3 separate regions of the Gossypium hirsutum genome follow, and all the other regions are linked to region 1. The links are chromatin contacts, called in public Hi-C maps. All regions are on one chromosome and are shown on one strand. The core of a region is the stretch at or near the end of the contact, and the rest is flanking DNA. Distances in the headings are between cores, read along the strand shown.

Evidence for each region. A called contact is a pair of places that touch in the nucleus more often than the background predicts.
Region 2: a Hi-C map of leaf shows a contact between it and region 1, with 2.0 times the contacts expected there. The contact joins the promoter of LOC121228162 here to the promoter of LOC107948834 in region 1. A contact is called at or near these places in 4 of 34 Hi-C or Micro-C datasets (all in leaf).
Region 3: a Hi-C map of leaf shows a contact between it and region 1, with 2.3 times the contacts expected there. The contact joins the enhancer-like site here to the promoter of LOC107948834 in region 1. A contact is called at or near these places in 5 of 34 Hi-C or Micro-C datasets (anther, leaf and seedling).

The regions. Positions count from the first base shown.
Region 1 is chrA04:74,671,234-74,673,763 of Gossypium_hirsutum_v2.1, reverse strand. LOC107948834 (BEL1-like homeodomain protein 9) reads left to right here and starts at 1,262. Exons shown (of 4, transcript XM_016883487.2): 1 at 1,262-2,530. The coding sequence starts at 1,898.
Region 2 is chrA04:74,837,807-74,840,336 of Gossypium_hirsutum_v2.1, reverse strand. It overlaps LOC121228162 (rop guanine nucleotide exchange factor 7), which reads left to right and starts at 1,265. Exons shown (of 7, transcript XM_041111376.1): 1 at 1,265-2,481. The coding sequence starts at 1,890. It also overlaps the pseudogene LOC107948841.
Region 3 is chrA04:74,818,343-74,820,872 of Gossypium_hirsutum_v2.1, reverse strand. No RefSeq gene overlaps it. Among protein-coding and RNA genes, the nearest start is that of LOC107948836, 4.0 kb to the right of the region's middle. Within about 2 kb of position 1,267, at least 2 of the 9 cell types and tissues checked have an H3K27ac peak or open chromatin away from gene starts, as enhancers often do. A contact at or near this core is called in leaf, where this site is marked.

The sequences.
Region 1 (2,530 bases), core at 13-2,512:
TGTAAACTTAATCAATTATTAATGAGTTGATGATTTCGTTATATGAAACCATAGCTAGAAGAAAAATAAACACTTCAACTGTAAATATGCCACATAAAGATCTACAAGACATCAATGATTTCATTTACTTTTGTCCAGGAAATTTAAAAAATGATTTTTGGCAGGTTACACGATTATATGGTGCAAAACTTTTATATATAAAAATACAGATATAGAGACAAGAGAATCATATAATATAAAAAAAAAGGCAAATATAAAATAGGTTCTAACATTAAATTTCCTGTGGAATAAAGGTTAATCATATATCTTACTTTAGCATCAACTACGAGTCCCTTAATATAACTCTTAAAAACAGAAAAATAATATATACACACATTGATAAGATAAAGTATATATACTTGTTCAATGTTAGGTTTATTTAACTTTTATTTGTGGGAATTTAAATAAAATATTCATTTTGAAACATGAATTCATAAAAGAAAATGTATAATTGAATATAACTCTAAATTTTTTTTATTTTTCTATAAATAATGATTTTTAGTAAATTTATAATTGAATCGAGATTCATTTGATTAATGAGTGACATCATGATAATCTAAATTGTATCAAGTTAATCGTTTGGTTGAAATAAGAATTGTTAGGGTACTAATTTTGAGAAAGATTTTAGATTAATTGAATTGAGAGTTGATATAAATTAATATAATTGAACCGATTTTTAATATTTTATTAATTTATTTAATTTAACTCTTTAAATCAATGAAATTAATTAAATTATTGATCATTAATCTAACTCGAATTGGATGTGGTTTTAAGTAAACAAGATATATTTTGTTAAAGTTGAAAAAGAAAACACAATAAGTTGAGAAAATAATAAAGATTAGAAGAAAGAAAACATCGTAAAGCGAAAATCGAAAGCATTGGAGGGATAGATGGGATTGAGTGTTAAGATCGGCAAACTCAGCCTGTCTTTCATTCATCAATCTCCTCACGTGCGTCATCACCTCAGAGGCAATGATCGTTTTTTACACAATAAACCAAATTTTCACATCTTCATATTTATGAAATCAAAATAATAAAATAAAATAAAATAGGTTTTATTTTTTTCATAAAGATATGAATAGTCAGTCATAGAATATAATAATAAAAAAAGCTACTTTTTTTTTTCTTCTTTTTTGATTTGCTGGTTAGAATAACCCCATAGCATAAAACACCAAAAGAATAGATAAAACGACAAAACATCTCCCCCAACCTTTGTCAGAAATATCTGCAACACAGTTAGTTCAATTATTACCGCAAATAGCCGGTCATCTTCCGGTCTCTCGAAACCCTATGATCACCAGACGTTCGAAGTGGTCAGAGAGAGAAAGATCACAGAGAAAAAAAATAAACAAAGATTCCGTTCGAGTGCCGGTGTGCGTTTTTTGAGTTTGAGAGTGAGTGGCTAACATGACATTGAGTTCATTTCTTTTTGTGTAAGGAAAAAAAAAAAAAGAACCAAGGAGAAAGATGTGTGAAGTTTTTTAAGTCCCAGGGCCAAAATTTCTGTATTTCTTGAACGAATCAGTTGTTAACTGCACCAGCTTTCTCTTCTCTGCCATGATCAACCTTTCATTAAATCATTTACAAAATATAACCCACACCTTTTATCTTTTTCACTGTTTTTTCTCTAATCAAATCCTTTTTTAATATAAAACCTTACAATATCAAGGATATAGTCATCTTGTTCTACCTATTTACTTTCTCTCTTTGGTTGCTGTTTCTCTTTTCTGTACCCTTTTCAATAAATTTCATTTTTTTTTCTGGGGGGTTTTCTTGTAGACTGAAACAGTAAAAACTGTGTGTGTCTATCTCTTAGAGTTTCAGCTAGAGAGTTTTTTTTTATTGTTTTTGTGTGGCTATGGCGGAGGGTTTCGAGCCCTACCATGTCCCACAACAAAGCAGAAGAGATAAGCTAAGAATTGTGGCACAAAACCACTCAGCTTGTGTTGAATCGACGGCTGTTACACTTTCAGGCTGCTCAGGTCTACTTCCTTTGTACGAGGCTTCTCTTCTTTCCTCCGATTTGTTGACTTGCGCTGCCAACGCTAGTGCTACCCATGACTTTCACCATCACCAGGCCAACCAGCTTTCGGCTTCGGCTTCTGGTAAAAACAGTAGCCTCGTTTGTGGAGTTAAAGGTGTGAATTCCATGGGTTTTGTTGGTGGGGTTGTTAATGGTTCTTCATCAGCTTCTCATCATCACCCTTATTTGGACGGACAATCGTCTTTACCCGTGAACCCTAGCTCTATTCATGATATGAATAACAGCCCTTTCCTTTATACCCCGCAAAACCTTCAAACCATAAGAGATTTTGACGAGTCTTATAACAGTGGTGGTGAAGTCGTGGTTTATAAACCTGAACCTTTGTCCTTGAACCACGAGTCCAGTGCCACTGCTCAGGCCTTGTCTCTTTCTTTATCTTCTCATAATACCCACCAAAACAATCTTCCTTTGGAGCTAAATCTACAGAGATACGGGTCTGCTATCTAT
Region 2 (2,530 bases), core at 16-2,515, 170 kb before region 1:
ACGAGCATCAATCCTATGTTGAAACTCGACTAAAATTTTTATTCAATAATCAATCTAACATAATTTTTGTCTCTTGAATTTTGTAATTTCCTCTATTATTTATATTTTTTATTCATTTTAGTATCTAAATTTAATAATTAGATTCGATTTGATTCTTAAACTAAAAAAATATTTAAAAAAATTTAATAATGTGACACTTTAAGAATGTGTCACATTTATCGCTTAAATTTTTTTTAAAAAAATTATATAAATTTTTAGGCGATGATGATATGGTATAATTTTAAAGTGTTACATATAATATTTAATAACCAAAATAGATATGAGGTACCATGTAAATTTTTTTTTAAAAAAAAAGTACAATTATAAATGCTAAAGTAGAATGTAGTTGCAAAATTTAAGGAAAAAAAATATAATATCCCTTGATTTTAAAAAAAAGTTTTAAGTTGGGGCAACTTAAATACATACATTGGTTTAAACTTGAAAGCTGAAAAAGGATAAGAAAAGAAGAGGAGTACTTAGGGATTCAAATTTCAAAACCTACCATTTAAATGTGGATGCTGCATCACACACTCCTAAAACCAAAAAATATTCCAACCATAAAAATAAAGGGGTTTCCAGCCCTACATAACAAACAAACTAAGAAAGTTTAAAAAATTGGAATCCTAATGCATTTAACCCTCTCCAAAAGGAACAACCACATTAATCAAAGGAAGTGGAAATGTTAATTTTATATAGTTATAATTATTTGATACTTAAAGAAATCCTCAAATATTCTTAATTAATAAATGACAATACCCACATCTTCATTTTTCTTTTTCATTCTCAATTATAAGAATAGCTTTCACATCTTAATTACTCGTTTTCCAAATTAAATTAAAAAAAATGTTTTACCCTTCCCATAATCTTATTATAATCTAAACACTTTCACATTGGGGCCTTCAAAAATTAACAACTATTTAATTGTTTAATTTTACATTATTTTTAAAATAATCCCAATCTAACATAATTTACTTAAATATAAAACATACCCACTTTGAAATTCGATTCATTACTTATTTTATCTACTCTACTTGTCAATTATTTATTCATTCTCGAAAATTATGTAAAAAAATAAAAAGAAAAAGTTATGATCAAATTAGTTTTAACTTTTAAAGGAAAATTAGACTTCAATAAAAGTAAATAAAAACTGACATACTAAACCATTAAAATATGTTTAAAGTAGGTAATTTAAAAAATTAATAGCAATAAATTTATGAGTAAAACTGAAATGTGATTTATAAAAGCAAAATTGGCATTGAATTCAAATAAAAGAATAAAAGTTGGTGATGGTTGATATGTATATCATCCTGTTGAATTTCATTTACAATTCAAAGTAAAGAAGAAATGATAAAAAGTTTGATTTGGGTTTGGAAAAGAAGATTCCAAATAAGAAAACATGACACAGACAATGTGGAGCGCTTGAAGAACAACTTCTCCTTTACACCAAAAACAACTTCTAGAACTCCTAAATTTTGAAACTAAAGGCATTGTGTGCATCTTATTAGGATCTTAAAAACAACATAAATTGAAAGGATAGACGTCATGGATTTGAATGGATACATCCTCCCATCACCACCCTACTTTTAATTTTCAAACAAAGCCTAGACATTGTCAAGCCCTTTTCTTGTCTGCTTAAGAACATGACAACTTAGGAAAAATAACAAAAAGGAAAACTGGGGATTCTCTTCAAATAGTTATTACCAGCTTTACTTCATAATATAAGACCACATAGCTTCACACTTTTTTCTCTCATACATTAAGAAAAGGAAAAACCCATATTATATTTCTGAGTCTTTTTTTTTTTTTTTTTTACTTCCATTCTGCCTTAATGCAGGTATGGTTTTAGCCTTATGGATGGACCTTTCATCCACCGAGAGCACATAGGCTCAACCCAACAAGAAGATTACCAGTTCAAGCTTTGTTTGCCTGTACCAAAGCTAAAAGCTAGTAGCTTTTGGGTTCCAAAATCTGTTAAAAGCTTGTGCTACAGAGCTATAGAGCCAAATGTGTGTTGCTTAGAGAGATTAGATTATAGTGGTACAATAGTTAACAACTCTGCTGTTCCTGATTCACCTGGTGTTCTTGAAGAAAAGAGAGCTGACATGGAGGGTTTGGTTGAGAAGAAAGAAAGGTTTGAAGAGAAGATTAAAAGCTTTGGTGAAAATGGGGTTCAAATGGGGACCTTTGCTGTGTTACTTGAAGACAAGGGTCGTGAAAGTAGTTCAAGTTCTGATCTTTTCACATCAGAAACAACAGTGCATGAGGAGGAACACAGTCACAGTAGTTCTGAGGAAGATTTATATTCACCACCTTCATTGGATTGGCATGGGCAGGAAATTGCGGAAACAGAAGACAGCAGCATCTGTAGTAGTTTTAGTGAAGATAGAAAGAAAACCCCCATGGATGATAGGAAATTGGAGAAACAAGGTTCCACGGTTTCAGGTATTATGACTACTATAAGAAAATGTCTCTCATTTTCCTTGTTTGATTT
Region 3 (2,530 bases), core at 18-2,517, 150 kb before region 1:
ACTAGACCTTACCTAAGTCCTAACCATCCATTAACCGCCCTATTAAGAGCTTATCTTTTTGTTTTGTCCTGTTGGACCAAGCCCCTCGACTTGGGTCTTATTCATCACTCACAACTTTAAAAGGAAAACTAACACAACTACTATCATTCAACTTTTTATATAAAGAAAAAAAATAAAATGGAGAAACCAATAGAATAACACAATGTAAAGAGAAATCTGAACCGGTTAGGGTCCCCTCCCGTTATGATTTGAGAGAGAGAACTAAAGTGTTATGTTATCCAATGTTTTGGATAAAATTTTCAAATCGATATTAGATAGATTGATTATTTCATTTGGACTTTGGAGTTCAATTAACAATGATGAAATTTGGTTTCTCAACTTGAATGATGATGAGTGATAAAGAGAATGATTCTTATGTCATGCCATCACAGGGTGGAGAAAAACACTTTGATAATATAACAATCTATTTTGAGAGGAGGTTGGGTCATATCTATACTCTCTATATCACTTCTAAAAAGTATTATGAATTAGAAATTTGATTATATTTTGTTTCATTTATTCGAAAAATAAGTAAATTAGTATCTATATATTAGATCAAAGAGTAAATTAATTATTTGTATTAAAAATTTCATCCGATTTTGCTGTTAAAATTTAGTGTGGTTGATAGAATAACCAGAAGTGACACGTTGCATGCCACATATACCTCATACTGACATACAAAGACCAATTTTTATAAGCAAAAATGAATGAAATTTTTAATTGAAGGACCAAATTACTCTTTGATCTAATGTAGAAGAACTAATTTACTCATTTTTTTAATAAAATGATCAAAATATAATCTAATTTTTAATATAAATTTTTTTATAATACTTATATTTAAGTATGACTAAAATTGAGTAGAACAATTTTATAATCTAAAACTAATAAATAGAAAGAAATATTTTAGGAAATGGAAAGTGGAGAAAAGAAACCATGACTTGAAGATAAACATGAGGTAGGAAAAGCAATGTTTGACAAATTCAAAATCGGTGTGGGTTATGATAAGATTATGAAGTTATGATTACTAATAAATGTGTTTTGTAAGGGGAAATGATGTGGGTGAGATGAAAGTGAAACACTTATGCAAAAGTATGGCATTGGAAATGATAGAAGAGTAGCACAATTAAAAAACAAGCAGCTAAAAACTCCAAAGCTTAATCAGCAGATAAGATCAATAGACCCAAAACAAAAGTTGAACACGTTAAGAGCATGAAAGCGATGTACAAAGTGCCCATGTCGACGAGGGTTTTAAACCTGACTTGCATGTGCCGCCCATGCTTGCACTAGACAACCTTATTTTAGGCCTAATTTTCTTGGGGTCGAACGTAGCAAAATATTATGGGTTAGTTTAATAATGTTTTTGAAAAGTGCTTTTAAAAAATATTTTTAAGAAGTATTTTTAAAAATGTTAGTTCAAGATTTAAGTGTTTAGTATTCTTCTCAAAAAGTGATTTTAAAAAATAAAATGTTCATATTAAACATGATATTATCAAGTAACAAATATGTATTTAAATAATATTAAAATTAATTAATATTATTATATTTTAGTAAGAATATAAATTTTTTTTATAAATTGTTGTTAATATTTTAATATATGAAATAAAAATTTTAAATATTTTTAAGCAATAAATATTAATTATTTATAAAATTTAATTAGAATATATAAACTATATTTTAAATATTTAAATATAACCATTAAATATTTGTAATTAGATATTAACATATTTGTATTATTTTAAAAAATATTTTTTTATTTTTAATTAATGATTTGAACACATTTGTAATTAAACACCGAGGGAAAAAAGAAAGAATGTAAAGTATTATATTGTTGGAGGGATGAAAAAGTAATTAAATACTAAAAATACTTTTAGAAGAGGAAAAGCTAAAAGCTTTAGCTTATCCTTTTTAAAGGTGTTTTTGAAAAACAAAAAATTTCAACTTTTCTTCAAAAAGTAAATTTTTTTAATCACTACTAAACAAACCCTATATCATATTAAAAATATCTTCTTTGGATTGCACGATTTTCTTGCTAGGAGGGGTAATGTTCCTGCATTATTTTGTAACTTCAAATTTAAGGATTCTAACTATATATTTGGTTTATTGTAATAGAATAACTATTAAGTGGAAATGGACACGATATTCAGTTAATTTAATGTAATAGATAAAGAATAATAAATTATTGTTCGATAGATAAGAATGATGTTTTGGAATAGTTTAGTAATGGATGTAAAATACCTTCTTCTTTTTTTAAATTTAAAATAAAACAAATAGCAATAATCTATATAATATTTTAAAAACTAATAAAATATTTTTTAAAAATATTATTTTAAAAAATAAATTTAATAATATATATTATTTTTAAAATAATTTTTTTAAAAATATATTTACAAAAAATTAATATATAATTTTAATATGTACGTATCTTTTTTTTTTTTGAAGATTATCGGGCTGGACATTTTATTAACTTATAAAACAAAACAAAAACAAAATT